Linked DNA regions of Gossypium hirsutum: region 1 is linked to region 2. Evidence: chromatin contacts called from public Hi-C data. All regions are on one chromosome and are shown on one strand. Each heading gives the region's core, a stretch centred on a gene start, on an enhancer-like site or on the middle of the called end of the contact. The rest is flanking DNA. Distances are from core to core; before and after follow the strand shown. Region 1 has its middle 11 kb from the start of LOC121223065. Region 2 holds the start of LOC107956219 (chaperone protein DnaJ-like).

The links. A called contact is a pair of places that touch in the nucleus more often than the background predicts.
Region 1: a Hi-C map of leaf shows a contact between it and region 2, with 2.4 times the contacts expected there. The contact joins the enhancer-like site here to the promoter of LOC107956219 in region 2. A contact is called at or near these places in 4 of 34 Hi-C or Micro-C datasets (callus and leaf).

The regions. Positions count from the first base shown.
Region 1 is chrD11:29,357,456-29,361,266 of Gossypium_hirsutum_v2.1, forward strand. No RefSeq gene overlaps it. Among protein-coding and RNA genes, the nearest start is that of LOC121223065, 11 kb to the left of the region's middle. Within about 2 kb of position 2,501, at least 3 of the 9 cell types and tissues checked have an H3K27ac peak or open chromatin away from gene starts, as enhancers often do. A contact at or near this core is called in leaf, where this site is marked.
Region 2 is chrD11:29,268,996-29,273,218 of Gossypium_hirsutum_v2.1, forward strand. It overlaps LOC107956219 (chaperone protein DnaJ-like), which reads left to right and starts at 1,526. Exons shown (of 7, transcript XM_016891941.2): 1 at 1,526-1,580; 2 at 1,864-1,935; 3 at 2,046-2,099; 4 at 2,248-2,289; 5 at 2,970-3,196; 6 at 3,814-3,974. The coding sequence starts at 1,526.

The DNA.
Region 1 (3,811 bases), core at 1,251-3,750, 89 kb after region 2:
CTACTTTAATTATCTGGCAATAAAAATGTTGAAATCACTTAAGAAATGAAAAAAAAATCTAAACTTAAAATAAATTAGAGAAGGAAATGAAAGTAAAAATAAACAAAATAATTTAACGAACTTTGGATGAATGCTATTAATCATTGTCCCATAAAAATTTTCTTAATCAAAATTGCCCATTTCTAGCATTAGAGAACTTTTTTTTTCCTTATTTACTATTTACTACCAATAATTAAATATCTCACATCACATAATATAACATAAGACTAGAAATAGCTAAACATTTCCAGAACCAAATAATAATGGGCAAAATGAAAAGATAAACATTTGAAAAAAATGAAAAAAAAATTAGTTTTAATTTAAATACATAAAATTAAATTAGATATAAAAAATAAAAAAATTATTTTGGGTGCCAATTGATGAATTTTAATGTAAAAATATATACTCACATATACAAAGAAAATATTCAAAATTTTTGAGGTGACTCCTTAAGCTATCCACAATTGATTACAAATGTAAGCATTTGGTTAAAATTTATATTTGACAATGAATCGAAATTTTATACATTGAAGTCACCTGAGTTTATTTTTATTGATTGTATAGAATTAGATATTATCATCCAATAAAATATAAACCCAAAAACCTATTTATTTTTATAGGTATTATTGAATGTTGACAAGGCTACTACGTGAAGCCTGGAAGCCTTTATAATTCCAGGCCAGATATCTTCTTCTCCTAATGTAGCCCATAAATAAATGGTTAATGACCCATTAGGAGTTGTTTGGTCCCTACTTTGGCCTGTTGCTTCACACAAAAACAAATTGTGTATGGGTCTATTCCAAATCTCGATCATGCTTCCAAAAATTGCGGTCCCTGAAGCAAAAATGGTCATCCTAGAGTTTTGTGCATGTTCAAATTTAAACGCATGATGTTTGTGATATTCAAGTCATGCAGGCAAAAATGATACCACTTGGGTTGGTTAATCCAATTTTTTTTTTATTCTGAGAAGTTATTGCAAAGTTAAGCAATTCATAAAAATAATAATAGAAGAAGGATCGATTATTACTTTCAATTATTATTAAAAGTAAAAATACTTAAAATAAGAAGAGTCACAATATCTAAAAGCGCGTCGAATTTTGTATATAAAATGAGATTGACCAAGTCTTCTAAGCACTTAAAAGCATCTCGGTAGATGGTATAATTTATTGACATGAAATTGTTTTGTGCGTAGAAGCCTTGACTGACTTCTACACATATTTGTACTAGTTCTACCATCAAGAAGTACCATAACAATTTTCTCCTAATTTCATAGCAATAATTGGAAGTGGCTTCATATTTTAGTGGGTATTTCAAATGGTGCTCACAATACGAACTACATTTGAGGCAACTCCTACGTTGTTAAAAAAATTAATAATTATGGGTTTAAATTTTACCATATGCAAAGTTGATTTTGTTTATTGAAATACAAATTAAAAATTCTCTTCAGACTATCGGCACAATGTTGAAATATTCCATTTGTTAAACAAGTTTTTATGTAAGGGTGGCTAAACTAGAGGGTTGTAAAATCAATTCCTAAGATTAGTTTGGAAGGTTAAATACATTGCGACAGAAACAAGCATGGCATCGCCCCCTCTGAATTTTGGCTTCTTCTCCCACATTCAATCCATTATATTATATCTTCCCCCAATACCCATTGTACAACAAATCCCGGAAGTTTTGGCTGAGAAAACCAAAATAAAGAGTGGTAATCCTATATTTAAAATTCATCAACTGTCACTGCCCGTATAGACTACAAAAAACCACCCAACTTTTTCTGCTTTGAAAACGAATAAACACAACCATCCAATTCTTTTAATCAGATACAAACAAGGTTTGCTAACTTTGAAGATTAGAATCAATTGGGAATAGTAACTCTATTAGTGAGAGTATCCCTATCAATAGATTAGTGGGATTGATTAGTTTATTCTAAATAAAAGAATGTCGTCGGGTGGCTTTTGTCGCGGCGTAGGTGACCTTAGGCCTTCAATCAAGGTTTCATTTAGTTTGATTATGATTATTTTAATTAATAAAGAAATAAAAAAAGTTATGATCTGACACAACAATGTGCCCTTTAAAATTTTGGAATTTTTTGATGGTATCCTTGGACATTGTTTCTGTTTTGCCTTGTTCTAAACCATTCATTATTCCTTTCACTTTACCAACAATTTTATATTTGTTTACTGTGCTTGCCCAATTTATCCATCTCCATATATGCCTTCCTCATAATTTTAGCAGCTTAATTTTTCAAAATGGTACATCTCCCAAGGTAGTATGTACTTGGGATTGAGCTTTACATTTCATTCTTGGAAAAGTACCAACTTTTTATCTCAAGCAGGTAAGGCAATGCAGTTCCAAAGTCCTTTTGTTATGAGATTAACGCCATTCTGGTGGACTAGTTCGATACATCCAAAGAATTGAGGGGGGTTGGGCTTTCGTGAATTTGACATCTTTAATGGTCCCCTTCGGCTAAACAAGCTTGGCCAGTACTGCTTTTGGGTTCAGGTTCTTAAAGCCATTTGTTTTCCTTTTACCTCGATTCTTGATGCTCAAAAGGGCAAAGTCCTGTCATGGGCATGGAAAAGTCTATCTGAAGGTGTAAAAATGCTGCGACCTGGATAAACACGCCGTGAACCGATCCCTCACTAGCACAAATAGAACATGCAACATTTATTTTAATGAAAAATTTGATACGATACCGAAATTGTACCCACCACCATGCTCCCATAACCCTAAAATTTTCCCAACATTTTCTAGTACAATCCTTCATTGTTTTAATCATCTAATGAATTAAAAAATATATAGTTTGGCACCGGATCAGTTGACTTAATCACTCATATCCACGATCTCTTTACTGAAAGAACAGAGTTCAAACCCTTTGGCACAAGAGAAAATGAAAATGCTAAAGTCTCTTCTCAAAAGCTTGGTGCCATGAATTATTGTTTGAGGAAATTGAATATTGCTGGTTATTGACACTTGAAATTAATATGGTAAATTTTGAAACCATTTGATAATATGGTAAGAGACAGCTGCTGTCTATCTTCTTTTCTGTTCTTTTCTTTTTTGAAAGATATTATTGTTATTTTTTCCATTCCATCATTGATGTCATTGCTTACATGTATAATATAATTTAATCAATGTAGGGTAAGTTGGAAGGATTAATACTTGGTATACTGTTAGTAGAGTTTTTACACTCTACAAGTTAAGTTACGTTTAGGGGTTTGACAAGTATTTTATAAGAGTATAGAAAAATATTAAAATATAAATATTTTTTAAAAAAGACACATGACAATGTTTTAAGACTATTTGTAAAATAAAATTTTTAATTGAACTTTTTTATTCTAATTCATGTTTATCCATCTTAATTTATAAATTAAATATAAAATATCATATATTGACAAAAAAAATTCTCTGTAAAAAAGGCAAAGTGGGCTTGGCCCCAAAAAATTGAAAAATTACATATATATATAGTATATATTTTTATGTATTTTTATTTTAAATAAAATAAATTTGATCCATAAAAATAAATTTGATTTGATGCTTTATCTTTAATTTAATTCTATACATCGTGAATTAAAAAAATTATTCTTAACTAGTATAGTTCATCTACACTTCGCACAAGATTGATTATTTGTTTATGTTAAAATATAGACTAAACATTTGAAGATTAAATATACTCTGAGCAAAGTTTTCAGAACCAAAACGGTCGTTGAACTGGTCAGCCAACCGTTCGTATGATTCGATTAAATGAATCGTTCAAAAGCATAAAAAATAA
Region 2 (4,223 bases), core at 276-2,775:
AGAGCATAAAAGTCATCGCTACCTGGGGCCTTCAAAGGGGCCATATCAAAGAAAGCTATATTAATTTCCTCATCCGAAATATCCTTGCCTAGAAAGTCAATATTACTCGAATCAAGGCTTGAAAAAGGATTAGGCGGTAACGATCCCAAGAGACCTGGAATTTCGCCATAAAGGTTTGGAAAAAAACATTATTCCTCGGACTGAAGAACATTTGGATCACAACACCATTCACCTTCTGAAGTCGCAAGTAGAAATGTGGATAAATTTCCTCCTCCAAAGTGTTTGACTATGAAAAAACCTAATAATCTTATCACCCATTTTTAGCCAATCACATTTAGATTTTTACTTCCACAATAACTCTTCATGATACATGGCTGATTCTAACTCATCCCTTACCTCCTTCTCTTGCATAGACAAGTGAATAGAACTAGACCTCTCCATCGCTCTCTGAATGCCAGTCAAACAATTAACAAGATGCCTTTTCCTATAACCAATATGCCTATAAATAACTTTATTCCACTTTTTGATATCTATGGTAAATCTAGAAATAGTATCTGACATGCACCTATCACACCTCCACTCTTTTTTAACAAAGTCCGTGAAATTTGGGTGTTCAGTCCCCCTAGCCAAGAACCAGAAGGGACGCCCCCTATGCGTATTTTAATTTGACCTAAATGAGAGCTAAATAGGTTTATAGTCTGATTTGATCCTCGAAAGATGAGACACCATACAATTAGGGAAAGCAATTGCCCAAGCATCATTACCAATTACAATATCAAGAGTCTCAAAGGTTCGACCTTTTTGCCAGGCGAAAGAAAGGCCCTTAAAACTTATGTCTTGCAAATTTTCTGAGTCAACAAAATCACCAAATATAGGGCACCTTCTACCCTTGGATTTACCACAATTTTTATCATTTTTGGCCAATAATGCATTAAAATCCCCAATAGCTACTCATGGAGTCGAATCATAAAGAATAGATGACTTCAGATCTTCCCAAAGCCTTTTACGCTTCACTTTATTCGGGCTATCATAAACAAAGCCAATAAAAGCACTAGTAGAAAAACTGCTACTAAGAACATGAACCAAAATAAACTGAGGATGGCTTCAAGTAACTTCCACTTGAATCGAATCTTTTTACCCAACTCATATACCTCTAACAAGACCAGTCGCTTACACTCGATAAGAGTACTGCAAACCCAACTTAGCAATAACAACATCTATTTTTGTCCTATATACCTGAGTGTTCCTGATCATTTTGAATCGACTTTCGCAATCATGAATAGTTCTATTGAGATTTCTCCCAAATTTACCATCTCCAACCTTAATCTTAGTAGCCCATCTTTTGGAAACTATAACAGTGTTTCCCCTGACTCTAGAAAGACCAACAACACTTGAAAAAATCGGCGAAGGAATCGAATTCTCTTTGAATGCCACTATCAAATGTTGCCCAAAATCTAGATCTCCCTTCATTAACGGAATTGCTACCTTAATCGCCTCTTCAAAAATCAGATTAAAATGGGAATTTATGCCAGACCGAGTTCTTGTCGGAGAACAAATTCCAGCAGCTACACTGACACTATGTTTGGTTGGGTGTATTGGATATGCCAATACACCCCTAATCGGTGGCCCCACCCAATCCCCCCTCATTCCTATGTTTGGTTCATGGTATTGCTAATATCATTGTAATCTATTACTGATTTAATCGGTGCATTTCACCGATTTGTAATCTGTCCATTTTGCCCAGATTAGGCGCCGCATCGATTTACCATCCCTGTTATACCCTCCCATCGGCTTCCCCTTTGTTTCTCTTTTGTTCCTTCTAGCCTCTGCCGATTTCCTTGTTGGTAAGTTAATCCCCTTCAGATTTCCTTGTTGCTGAAGCCTTAGTTGCAGCTTCTTCAAGCTTTCGAACTGTACTTTCTGATTTCCTTGTTGGTAAGTTAATGGGTTCTTCAAGTTTTATTCTTTTATGATATTATTGGCATAACTGAGTAGTTTTTCCTTATTGGTAAGTTAATCCCCTTTAAATTTCCTTGTTGCTGAAGCCTTAGCTGCAGCCTCTTCAAGCTTTCGAACTGTACTTTCTAATTTCTTTGTTGGTAAGTTAATGGGTTCTTCAAGTTTTCTTCTTTTATGATATTATTGGCATAACTGAGTAGTTTTTCCTTGTTGGTAAGTTAATCTCCTTCAGATTTGTTTCACTCTGCTGATTCTGCATGTAATCGGTTTCTCCTTTTCTGATTACAGGTTCTTCTTCATCGCACTGTGCCTGGATTTGGTCATTTACAGGTTAATTTTCCATAGTTATTTTATTTTTGGGTGAGGAATTGTTTCTTTTAATTCTTTTTCGAGTTGAGAAAATTGATAGTCTCCTTCCTGTTGAAGAGCATTGGGGATTTTTTTCAATTGATTAGTTTTTCTTTATTATTATTACTGGAAATTCCTTTTGAAAATCAAAAGAGTGCAAATATAAGCTCTTTCGTGTTGTGCCTGATCAATATCATAACCATAAAAGTGTATGAATAAAAGGAGAATGAAACAAATAACAAATAATGAGCCCTATAGAGATAAACAAGCATAAAAACATTACTCTTCAACCTTACAACAGTTCAGGGTAGAAAAACATTGTCAACTTGACACAAATAAAATCAATTCAGTGAACGCACTATTTCACATAAAAACCCTACCTTCTTCTATCTATACTTATTTTCCAACATGTTTCAGAACCTAACCAGTACATAACCCTCCTGGTTTCCCATAAAAGGCTAAGCAAGTTTGGCAGTTGGTTCAATTATAAACACTTCAAAATTGAAATTAGAAGATTTAAATCAATCCCAAAGAAAAAGTCAGTAATTATTGTATAATTAAAAGTCAAGGAGTTCACATACAAAAATAAAAATCAAGAACCCCAGAACTAAAGGAGTGATAAAGTCAACAAACATACCCAGAACTTACTGTTGAGTAACTAGGAACTTTTAGCTGCAGAAGTAGGATAAAGGAGGTTGTAGTCTTAGGTCTTAGATATTTTCTTGTTGTTGAGTATAGAAAATGCTCTGGTTTTAACAAGGGCCCTCCAAGAGATCTCTATGCATATCTAGATGTTCAAGAAGTCCCAGAAATTCAAAGAGATGGCATAAATCTTTTGTCAACAGTTTCCATTAGTTACCTTGATGCCATATTGGGGTCTGTTGTCAAGGTAGTTCCTCACTATTTTTTGCGTTATCTTACATTCATGCATTAAATTTTTTATCCTTTAGTTTTCATATTAATTCTTATAAATTTAAGAAATGCATAAAGTTTGAATGAAAAAGCATGTGCATTTTATTACATTACTTGTAAGCCTATTCCTATCTCCCTTATGAAATCACATTCTCAAGGTGTCATCCTAAAATGCACTGCACATAGCTTCAATCAGGGAGACAGCCTGATGCATGCTCAAGTAACTCATTTAGGTTCTGCATCACAGCCATATGCCATTTTATGCCAGAGAGTTTTTGCGAAACACTGCCTTGCACCGTGAAGTGTTTTCTGAGCTATATTTGCTACTTTTTTGTTTTTTAACATGATCCAAATAAAGATACAAATTTGTATTTTTGGTGTCTTATGTTCAATCAACGAGACAGCCATATGGCATTTTATGACCCGCCAAATACATGTAAATTTTTTAAAAATTTTAAACATACCCATGTCGGAGACATGCCTGTATCTGACACACTTGAGTCCCAGGAACATACTTGGTGTAACTTTATTCTTATTTTCCCTTAACCAACATCTCGTACTTCATCAAGTATTTGATTCCTTTCACTTAAACAGGTTAAAACAGTGGAAGGGGTGACTGACCTACAGATCCCACCAGAGACTCAACCAGGGGATGTATTAGTACTTGCAGGGAAAGGCGCACCAAAGCTGAACAAACCATCTATACGTGGTGACCATTTATTCACAATCAAAGTTAACATACCGAATAGAATTAGGTATAAGATAAATTTTTATTAGCATTTAATTATGTGGAAATAGGATAGCTGAACTGCATTCTGAATTAAATATATCATTTGATTCTCTTTTATATTTTCTTTCTAGACCATATGAATTATCTTCAGTTTGGTAAATTAAACTACTTTATAGTGGTGTGGCCTTGCCTGACCTGATCTGTTATTGACCAACCTGTTCCCTCAATGTCTCGGATATTAGTTATTTCAAATAACTTCATACTGTAATTCTTC